Linked DNA regions of Rattus norvegicus: region 1 is linked to region 2. A link is a contact called in public Hi-C data. All regions are on one chromosome and are shown on one strand. The core of a region is the stretch at or near the end of the contact, and the rest is flanking DNA. Distances in the headings are between cores, read along the strand shown.

Region 1 (4,800 bases), core at 514-3,013, 50 kb after region 2:
GTGAGGCTTCAAAACACAATTATGGGCTTGTTTTACTTTGATAAAGTATCTACCAGAAGCAACTGAAGGGAAGGAAGAAAGACTTGTTTTGCCTCTTATTTGAAGGATGTAATCTACCATGAGAGAGCTGATTTTGAAGCAGGAGACTGAGGCACCTGGTCACATTGCATCCATAATCAGACAGTGGTGAGATGGGAATGATGGTTCCTATCTCTGTTTCTCCATTCTCATAGTTCCAGGACTCTGGGCCGCTCACAGAGCTATTCACTTGCAGGTTGAACCATTTCTCTTCATTTAGGATTTTCTGGAAGCATTGTCGTTGACATAATCAGAGGTCTGTTTCCATAGTGATTCTAAAACTAGTCAAGTTTTCAATAAAGGTTTACTATCACAATGATCTATTAACTATCATAGGATAGAGTCACATAGTCATTAATTGATAATTCCTTATGGCACTTTTATTGAGCTTTGTAATGTATTTTAAGTAAAACATTTGCTTTTTTCTTGAGCACAAGAATAGAGATACTTCAAAAGTACTTGATATCAGCAAATAAAATACCAAAACCTTGAAATTTCTCCTACCTCAGCCTTCAGAGTTCTTCCAGTCCCAGATCAACTCTGTGTTTTGTGTGAGGAATGTGAAGGAGGATCTAATGATCATTTTACTTCTTTTTCCCCAAATACTTAGCTGTTAAAGTTTTCCCTGTTAGAAAGGAAAGCGTATGACTGCTAGGCTGCTTTCCTTCTAGTGAGCAGTATGTACTTCCTTCTGGCTGTACTCTAGGAGGTATAATGAAGTAGGCAATAGAGGAAGGAGGCAGGTGAATTTCGGAAAAGGTTTTGGAAGTATCAAGCTAACTTGTTTTCTTTTGCATTTTATATACAGAAAGTATAATCAGTTAAGGCAGTAGAAGTCTGACAGAATACCACTAAAGCCTTATGCATTTCTCCAATACGGGCAATTAGTCCCCATTTGAAGTTTCTAATTAATATTGGGGCATGGCAGGAGTAAACTTGTCAAAGACAAAGTAATGCAACAGGCTGGGACAGGCAGCCCAAGATTCTGACAGTCAACTGGGAATGCATTCATCCTTGGTACCCTATCCTTGCCAAATCCTAATGACTTTGACACAATTATTTCATTAAACAATTCAATGCTCCTCTGTTAATTATAAGTTAGATCTGGAGACTGCTGAAGTTCTTTCTTTACAACATCATGTAGTAATATAATAGTATTCAAAATTATGTATTAGAGATGGAAGGATATATTTTACTAAGTGACTAGACATTATTAACAGCACCCCACATTCCTACTTATTTATTTCATAAATATTTAAGAGGAAATCCCTGTAGTGAGGGAACCTAACTTTGTAAATGGACAGGCTGGGAAAAACTAATTATTCAAATGGCACTAGTCATATGGCTGTGAAGCAGATAGGACCTGCTACCAGAGTATATTCTCAGAGTCTGTCCTCACATGACAAACGCTGGAGATGGCATTTTTTCCTATCATTTACAAGAACAGAACAAACAAGCAAAGCTGAAGCTTAGGGGCATGCTGAAAGTAGGTTAGGAGTCCCCAAAGGCAAGATCCCATAAGCATATTCCATTTTAATTCAGCTTCTCTTCTGAGTGACCTAAAACTCAGAAGATTATATAAGTCACTTTTATTTTGTTAAATAAAAATATAAAGTAGTGTGCTCTGCTTTGCTTCACATCCTGCTTTTACTTTTCGAGGATGTGGGGGTTAATATTTTTATGACTAGTGTGCCTTGAGTCATGCTTTGCACAGTGTTTGCCTAACTCATAATTCACATCTGCCAGACATGGAATGAAGAACAAAGAAGAAATTTTTATGAAAATAACTTATCCAATGGTAAGGGTTCTTTATCCTGTCATAGTTTAATAATTGACTCATTAAGTTTTCATAGAAAAGTTATATTAAATAACTAATATTGAAAATGAGGCTATTGCAATGTTAGTCTTTGCTGATGTTAATTGAGTTGATCAAAGAAATGGACTATTCTTCTAGTATTCTGGATTGTTTCTACTTGATGAGGCCACATACACATAGATTTGCTAAGATGTGTAATGTACCATTTTGAAACAGGATATGGTTTCCTATTGTTCTTTAGAACTGGGCAAAAATATTTGTTTGTTTGTTTTGTTTCAAAACATAAAAAATGCTATGAACAGTATGGAAAGCATCTCTGTTTTATAACTTTAAAAAAAGGCACGCATCCCACTATATAATATAAAAAAGTAATTTAACAGTTATAGAGTTCAAGCATCTGTCAGGTATCAATCAGAAACCTAAAGACTATACATGGACTGACCCTGGACTCTGACCTCATAGGTAGCAATGAATATCCTAGTAAGAGCACCAGTGGAAGGGGAAGCCCTGGGTCCTGCTAAGACTGAATCCCCAGTGAACGTGATTGTTGGGGGGAGGGCGGCAATGGGGGGAGGATGGGGAGGGGAACACCCATAAAGAAGGGGAGGGAGAAGGGTTAGGGGGATGTTGGCCAGTAAACCGGGAAAGGGAATAACACTCGAAATGTAAATAAGAAATACTCAAGTTAATGAAACAAAACAAAAAAAAAAAAGAAATCTCGCATCATGAGGAAAGTTGTTTTTCAACAATCCTTTGTTTGTGAAAGCATAATGAAGGTATACAGTGAAGGGAGCTCATGGCAGCAAAGATCCTTATCAGTTCATAAAGGTGACTGAAGGGGTGGGCAGGAGTGTGTGTGTGTGCGTGTATCTATGTGGAGGCCATACGTAGGTCAATGGTCAATGTCAGATGTTTTCTTCTTCAGTCTCTTCACCTACCTCTTTTTTTTTTTTTGAGTTAGGGCCTATCCATTTAAATAGACAGGCTGGCCACAAGCCCCAGGAATCCTCTTTTGCCTACCACCCCAGTGCTAGGATAGCAAAAGAATGCAAGCAAGTCTGATTTTTTTCATGGGTCCTGGGAATGTGAACTCAGGTGCTCATGCTTCCAAGGCATGGGAAGATGCCCGATCTCTCTAGCCCATGACTGAGGTCTTCTACATAAAAATGCCATAAAATGTCTTTCTTGTCAGTGGCCTTCCTTGTTGGTCAGTGTACCGATTCTGCCTCTGTGATCGAATGTAATTCTCTGTGAATGGGTTTTCTCATCTGGATAATGGAGGAATAACAGCATCTGTTCAAAAGTGTATTGTGTGCATTAGACAGAACATGTGACATAGGTTTAGCACATGTTTAGTCCTCAAGGAGAACTCTGTACCCAAAAGCAGTGTTACTGGTGGTGAAATTTGCTCCAGGGAGAAGAAAATCAAGGGACATTTTGGAAGAAGGTAATGCTGGTCATAAGAATATACTCAAGTCATTAAAACCCTTTTAATTTGTGGGTGATTGTCTCTGTAAGGAGAATCTTGGAGGACCTTCATGTTCATAATCTCATGCTTCATGAGGTAACGACTAGAAATAGCTTTTCTTTGGAGCAGTGACATCATGTAATCCAAACACTGTTTTGTTCCTATTGATCTTGTGTTTTGACTTTGATTCTGCCTTCTGTTTCTTCCTTGGGAACGTTTGTTCTTATCTTGGCTCATCCTTCTGTGAGTTCCTTGTTCCCTTCTCTTAGCTTGGGGTAATTCTTTCTTAGTGTTTATTGATCACATGAAATTGTTCTAAGATTGTTACCTTCTGTACTATGCCAGCCTTGCTTTTAATTTTGTTTCTGCTTCTCCAGTATCAGTGTGCCACTTGCTTGTTCTTCCCCTGCATTTGTAACTTTGCAGAACCTTGTGGAGAGGCCAAGATTTTACTACTCGTACTGTGGACTATCTTATCCTGTCTCAATGGACACCTGAATGATGGTCACATTTGTATTTCAAAATTGTCTCCAGAGTTAAGGTTCATGGCTGAGGTTCAGTCAAATTCCCAGTGGCTAACATCTTGATCAATTAAGTTGGGATGTTTGTCTTTGCTGTGATACTAGAGATGAAAAGCCAGGGACATGAACTGGCCAAGGGAGTACACAAACTGGTGCTGCACACCTAACGTTGGCCTAATTTAATCTCCATTGTCTCTGATGCTATGCCCCATTGACTGAAAGTAGGCTATAGCAGGCAGCTATATAGATGCTGACCTCACAATTTCCAGAGGAATTGTTAGAGATGCTGTGTTCCTTACACTCCTTTGGAGCGATCTTCGTGAGTCTTGACATCTGCCATCTTTATTTCTCTTCTTCCTTTTCCCTCTTTCTGTCTTTCTTTCACTTTTCTTTCTTTCTTCCTTTCTTTTCCCTTTCCTCTTTCCTTTCTTCTTTCCTTCCTTCCTTCCTATTCTCTTTCTTTTTTGCTCTATATACTCTAATTTTTCTATGTTATTGTTAATGGCAATATTTGAAATTTTTCATACATATAAGGGGTTGGAAAAATGAAATATGTGTTTAACTTGAGACAAAGCCAATGTTTAACTGAAAACCATCTGCCTAAGAAATCATTGAAAGTTATATCTGCCATGTTTGACTCCTCAAAACTATTTAATAAGTGATTAAACATTTAAGTAAATGTTGCTTATAAGCCTCTGACCTATGACATTTGAGATCTTTAATTCTGGTATGTACTAATTTTTCTGCCATATTTGTTATTTATTAACTGCACAATACTTTTTGACCCAATTGATAAGATATAATTGCCCACTTAAACATACAAAGTCTGGTACCATCCATCCCTTAGGAACAATAATTACAATCTGTAAATACATAGGCAGAATCTTAACATCACCTGCCATGGCTTCTCACCCTCT
Region 2 (4,572 bases), core at 523-3,022:
AGGCACCTTCATGAATGAAGTCCCTGAATGCCCACCACTGAGAAGGCCGGGGCTGGTTGTTAGTAGTGTAGGTCTGCTTCCCTTTTCTCTGCTATGTCTCCTGTACCCAGAAACTCGCTGCAGGCAGCCAGTAAGTGCTCACTGTCCAGAGACAAAAATCCTGCGTCCCCCTTTTTTTCTCCATGTTTAAATACAAGCCATCACACACACAATGCCATGTTCAGGGCTTGGTAGGCATTTAGACAATTAAAAAATAAACATTTAAATCTACCGATCCTGATTTCTTATAAATTTAGAATTTTGTTCTGATACATCTGATAAGTACTGCCAAAATTTGGTTTTTATATTACATAAATATAACTGCTTAGCAATTCACACTTTAGAAATTTTTACATTTACAACATGAATATCCCTTTTTTTTTCATAGTATGTGACTACCTATTGTGCCATAGGAAGGGAACAACAGCTTGGTAGACAGGCTTTTCGAGCTGAGGTGTGTAAATTAAGCCGAAAGTGACAGGTGGGAAAAAAAAGACATAGAGATTTTATTAATATTTTAAATTTTAAAGACTGATAGTCTTTCGGAAGGATGTAGAAGCCCAGTGAAGTAGCTAAGACACTGGGCTTCATGGGCTGTTATGACTAAAGACAATAAATTGCAGAGAGGGAAAAGGTAACACAAATGGGAATAAAGTAAGGCTTTGCACAGTGAAATCAGGTGGGAAGCAGCAGTACTACCTGAGAGATATTGCAATCCCGTCTGTTTATAGTACTCCTGTAGACGAATGGAAACGAGAAAGGCAAAGGAAAGGACATGACAGCTTCTAGGTGTGGTGGAGGGGAATGTTTATTACAGAGCAAAATGGGAGCACACTCAGAGGCAATCCAGAGTAGACATTGACCCTGAGTCCTGTAAGGAGATGGGCGAAGGGAAAGGAACCATGTGCAGCAGTCCAAAGGCCAAAGTGTAAAAGAAAGTGGGCAGGTAACAGGAATGACTGGATTGTATAGGGAAAAGCCTTTGAGGCTGGGGAGCTTAGGCTAGAGGGCAGGGTATGTCCGCCCTCTCCCAAAACAGGGAGTGAAGGAGGGATTCTGGGAGAATCTGGCTCCTGGGTCTCTTTGCGTGTTAAATAGGTAGCTCAGCATTTGTCCAGGGTTTGAGCCTTATCACTTGTTACCTTCTCTTTTCAAAGTGTTAAGGGTCACATTCATCCTGATTTGGGGACAAGGGGGGTCTCCTGCCATCTTCACTTTGAGAAAATGGGCCCCATATTTGCAGTTTCACAGGGGGTAGAGGACTTTTTCTTTACTGTTGTTCTGCTCGGGCTGAGTGACTAAAAGTTCTATTCTGGATCCTTCAAAACCATCAGTTAAGATGTTCAAACTTTTCTAGTGGCAGGCAGGCCTAGGAAGAGAAGGTTTGGCCAGTGCTGGTGTCCTTGCAGCATGCCCGGGCTTGTCCAAAGAGAATAGCCACCCCAATTTCTGGCATGAGTCTTTTTTTTTTCAGTGCTGGAAATAAAGCCAAAAGTTACAAATCCTGTGTCATCCAGTTTGTAATAGCATCTGGCAGGAGCAAACCTGTGTCATCTCAGATGGTCCTCCTGCTTTCGTGGTGCTGGGGGAAGGGGTAGAGGGACTGGATGGCTCTTTAATTGATGGTGCCCTTGACTTCCTTAGGAATTAGATGTCATCCCACTAACACACACTTAGGAGATGTGGACTGTTATGACTCATTTGATTTTGGCTTTGCACGGTATAGAAAAATTCTTGCCTAGGGAGGAATTCCTTTCTAAGTGCTTGTCTTCCCCACACAGCCCTCAGCCACTCTGTCTGAATAGGCAGTTCTCTTTGCATAGGCATTCTTGAGGGCTTAGCTGCTCTGTAACCTCTTTGCTCCTCATTAATAATTTCCTGAGGCCAGGCCAGTTTGTTATAAAGAAACATCACCTTGAAAACTGTGTGTGTGTGTGTGTGTGTGTGTGTGTGTGTGTGTGTGTGTGTGTGTGTAAGAGAGAGTTTGAGAGAGTAGGAGTGTGTGAGTATGTGAGTGTAATTGTGTGTACATTTGTATGAGTATGAGTCTGTGTGTGTGTGTGTGTGTGTGTGTGTGTCTGTTTTCTGCTTAATGACCAACCCGAGTGATATTAATGCTCTAGAGAAGGAACATCACATTTCTCATTACTCTGCATGTCAATCAAACTCTCAGGCCGGATATCCTGAATGCCTTATCTTCATTATTCAAACCACGTGCTTTAGGTTTCTACTGTGTTCACCTTGGAGTGATTTGATTATTTAAAAGAATAATTAAGCTACCTCCCTAGACTTCGTCATTACTAGGAAACCACAGAATATATTGATCTTTTTGTTGCTGTTGTTGTTGCTGCTGCTGCTATTGTTGTTGTTCTTCTTCTTAATTTAAACTTAGAAAAAAGAAAGGAGGGAGGGAGGAAAAGAGAGGAAGAGAGAAAGGGAGGAAGAGAAGAAGAGGGAGAGAAGGAAGAAAGGAAAGAAGGAAGGAAGGAAGGAAGGAAGGAAGGAAGGAAGGAAGGAAGGGAAGTAGGGAGGGAGGGGAGGTGGAAGTCTTCTTGAAGCACTCCCTGAAGGTCTGGGTGAATTAGCAGAGAGATGCTGGACCTGGTACCCTCTGGACTGCAGTCCTTTCTATCTTTCTTGTATTGGTACACATGTCATCACTGAACCTTGTTTGGATGTCTGGCCCCCAATGTAGTAAACCTCCCATGAGAAAAGCTGTGAATAATACAGTTGCCATTATTCCTGGGATTCAGAGGAAGGTACAAATGACGTCCTCCCCACTGGAGAACCCCCACTGCTCTTACTAGCATCTTAAATATATTTCTACATGTCTCCATAAGTATTTCCACAAGTGTAAAAATGTATATCACTAAAGTGATGTGTGCTACAGCTTTGTAAATATATTTTATTGGTAAGGACCAGGGTAGAAAGTGGTAAAGATACTGGTCATTTTCTTCCTAAAATTAATTTATTCTTTTCTAAATGTTTTTCTTCAGTGAGCCCACATTACATTAGAAACACTTCTGTGTTCACTGTTAACTGTAACCCAGAGGCTTGGGTAAGAGCAAATACAAGCCACATTTTATTTCATTCTAAGAGGCGGCATCTAAAATGCAGGATATGGGGTTAGAAACGAGGCCTTGGAACTGCTGAAGGTGGCCCCTTAGTGTTAATATTTTAAACTTGGCACTGACTTTTATCCCCAGAGTCTAGTGTGGCTACAGTCAAAGCAGGAGAGTGCATGCCCCATCCACACAGCTGAAGCATACCAACAATTATCTGTGTTGTTGTTGGCACTTAGCAAGACATACTGTTTTCCTAAGATCTAAGGGTTTGGGAGAAAGAAAATAGCTGCCAGCATTTGGCAACATAAAGGGATCTTTCCTTCCTTCCTTCCTTCCTTCCTTCCTTCCTTCCTTCCTTCCTTCCTTCCTTCCTTCCTCTCTCTCTCTCTCTCTCTCTCTCTCTCTCTCTCTCTCTCACTCTCTCTGTCTCTCTCTCTCTCCCTTCCTTCCTTTCTCTTTTCTTTAATTTTCCTTTCTTTTCCTTCCTGTTTTTTTTCTTTCATTTCCCTTTCTTCTTCTTTTCTTTCCCTCTCCCCCATCTCTTTCTGTATTTTCCTGACACTTATTGGAAGCATTGGGAATATACCATCTGGTTACATACCATTATAGACAAATGGGTATGGGAGTATATAAACTGTAGGGAAATCACTGTGTTTACAGCTTGCTTATAGCATGACAAATTAATTTATAGTTCTCCAGCCTGCCAATACAGATAAATAGATTGAGGGAATAGAGAACTATAAATTAATTTGCTTTCCTCGATAGGATAAATCCTCCAGGCATATTGGCACCTACCTCTTACTGAAATAAACTGCTTTTACTCGATCCAAATGATGCCTGCTCAAGCTTTCTGCCCTGGACATCTATACTTACATATTTGTGACCTTCCCTTTGGAAAACCAAGTGAGAGCTCTCCAGGTATAAAGAATAGTGAAAGTACAGCTCTAGGGTACCGTACTGCCATTTGAAAGGAGCACTATAAATTAATTGCATTTATGATACTAATCTCACTATAAGGGCTGTGTTGTTTTTTTGTTGTTGTTGTTTTTGCTTGTTTGTGATTTTGTTTTTGTCTGTAAATGCAGTTCTACCTCAATGAGAGTAATCACTTGGGACATCACTGATCATTACTGTGTCTTCCTGTAGAGAATAAGCAGACGCGCAGCCTGCCCTCTGCCCTTTGGTCTTCGATCCTCTTTAGATCCTACTGACTAGGAAAACTCTGGCCCCCTTCAACATTGCAGTGGCAATGGTGACTCGGCTGACTGTCTGAAACTGTTTTTTTTTTCCTTTTTTTTTTTTTAAATTGAACATTTTATTTATTTACATTTCATATGTTATACCCTTTCCTGGTTTCCCCTCTGGAAACCCCTTATCTCATTCCCTCTCCCCCTGCTTCTATGAGGATACTCCTCCATCTACCCATCCACTCAAGCCTACCTGCCCTGGCACTACCCTACACTGGGGT

The links. Hi-C and Micro-C count contacts between places; a contact is called where the count stands out from the background.
Region 1: a Hi-C map of the A7r5 cell line shows a contact between it and region 2, with 2.0 times the contacts expected there. The contact joins two enhancer-like sites. A contact is called at or near these places in 4 of 12 Hi-C or Micro-C datasets (the A7r5 cell line, kidney and liver).

What each region holds. Positions count from the first base shown.
Region 1 is chr2:168,683,023-168,687,822 of GRCr8, forward strand. All of the region lies in intron 1 of Pdgfc (platelet derived growth factor C), which reads left to right. Among named protein-coding and RNA genes, the nearest start is that of Rnu7-62, 44 kb to the left of the region's middle. Within about 2 kb of position 1,764, at least 4 of the 93 cell types and tissues checked have an H3K27ac peak or open chromatin away from gene starts, as enhancers often do. A contact at or near this core is called in the A7r5 cell line, where this site is marked.
Region 2 is chr2:168,633,124-168,637,695 of GRCr8, forward strand. All of the region lies in intron 1 of Pdgfc (platelet derived growth factor C), which reads left to right. Among named protein-coding and RNA genes, the nearest start is that of Rnu7-62, 6.4 kb to the right of the region's middle. Within about 2 kb of position 1,773, at least 16 of the 93 cell types and tissues checked have an H3K27ac peak or open chromatin away from gene starts, as enhancers often do. A contact at or near this core is called in the A7r5 cell line, where this site is marked.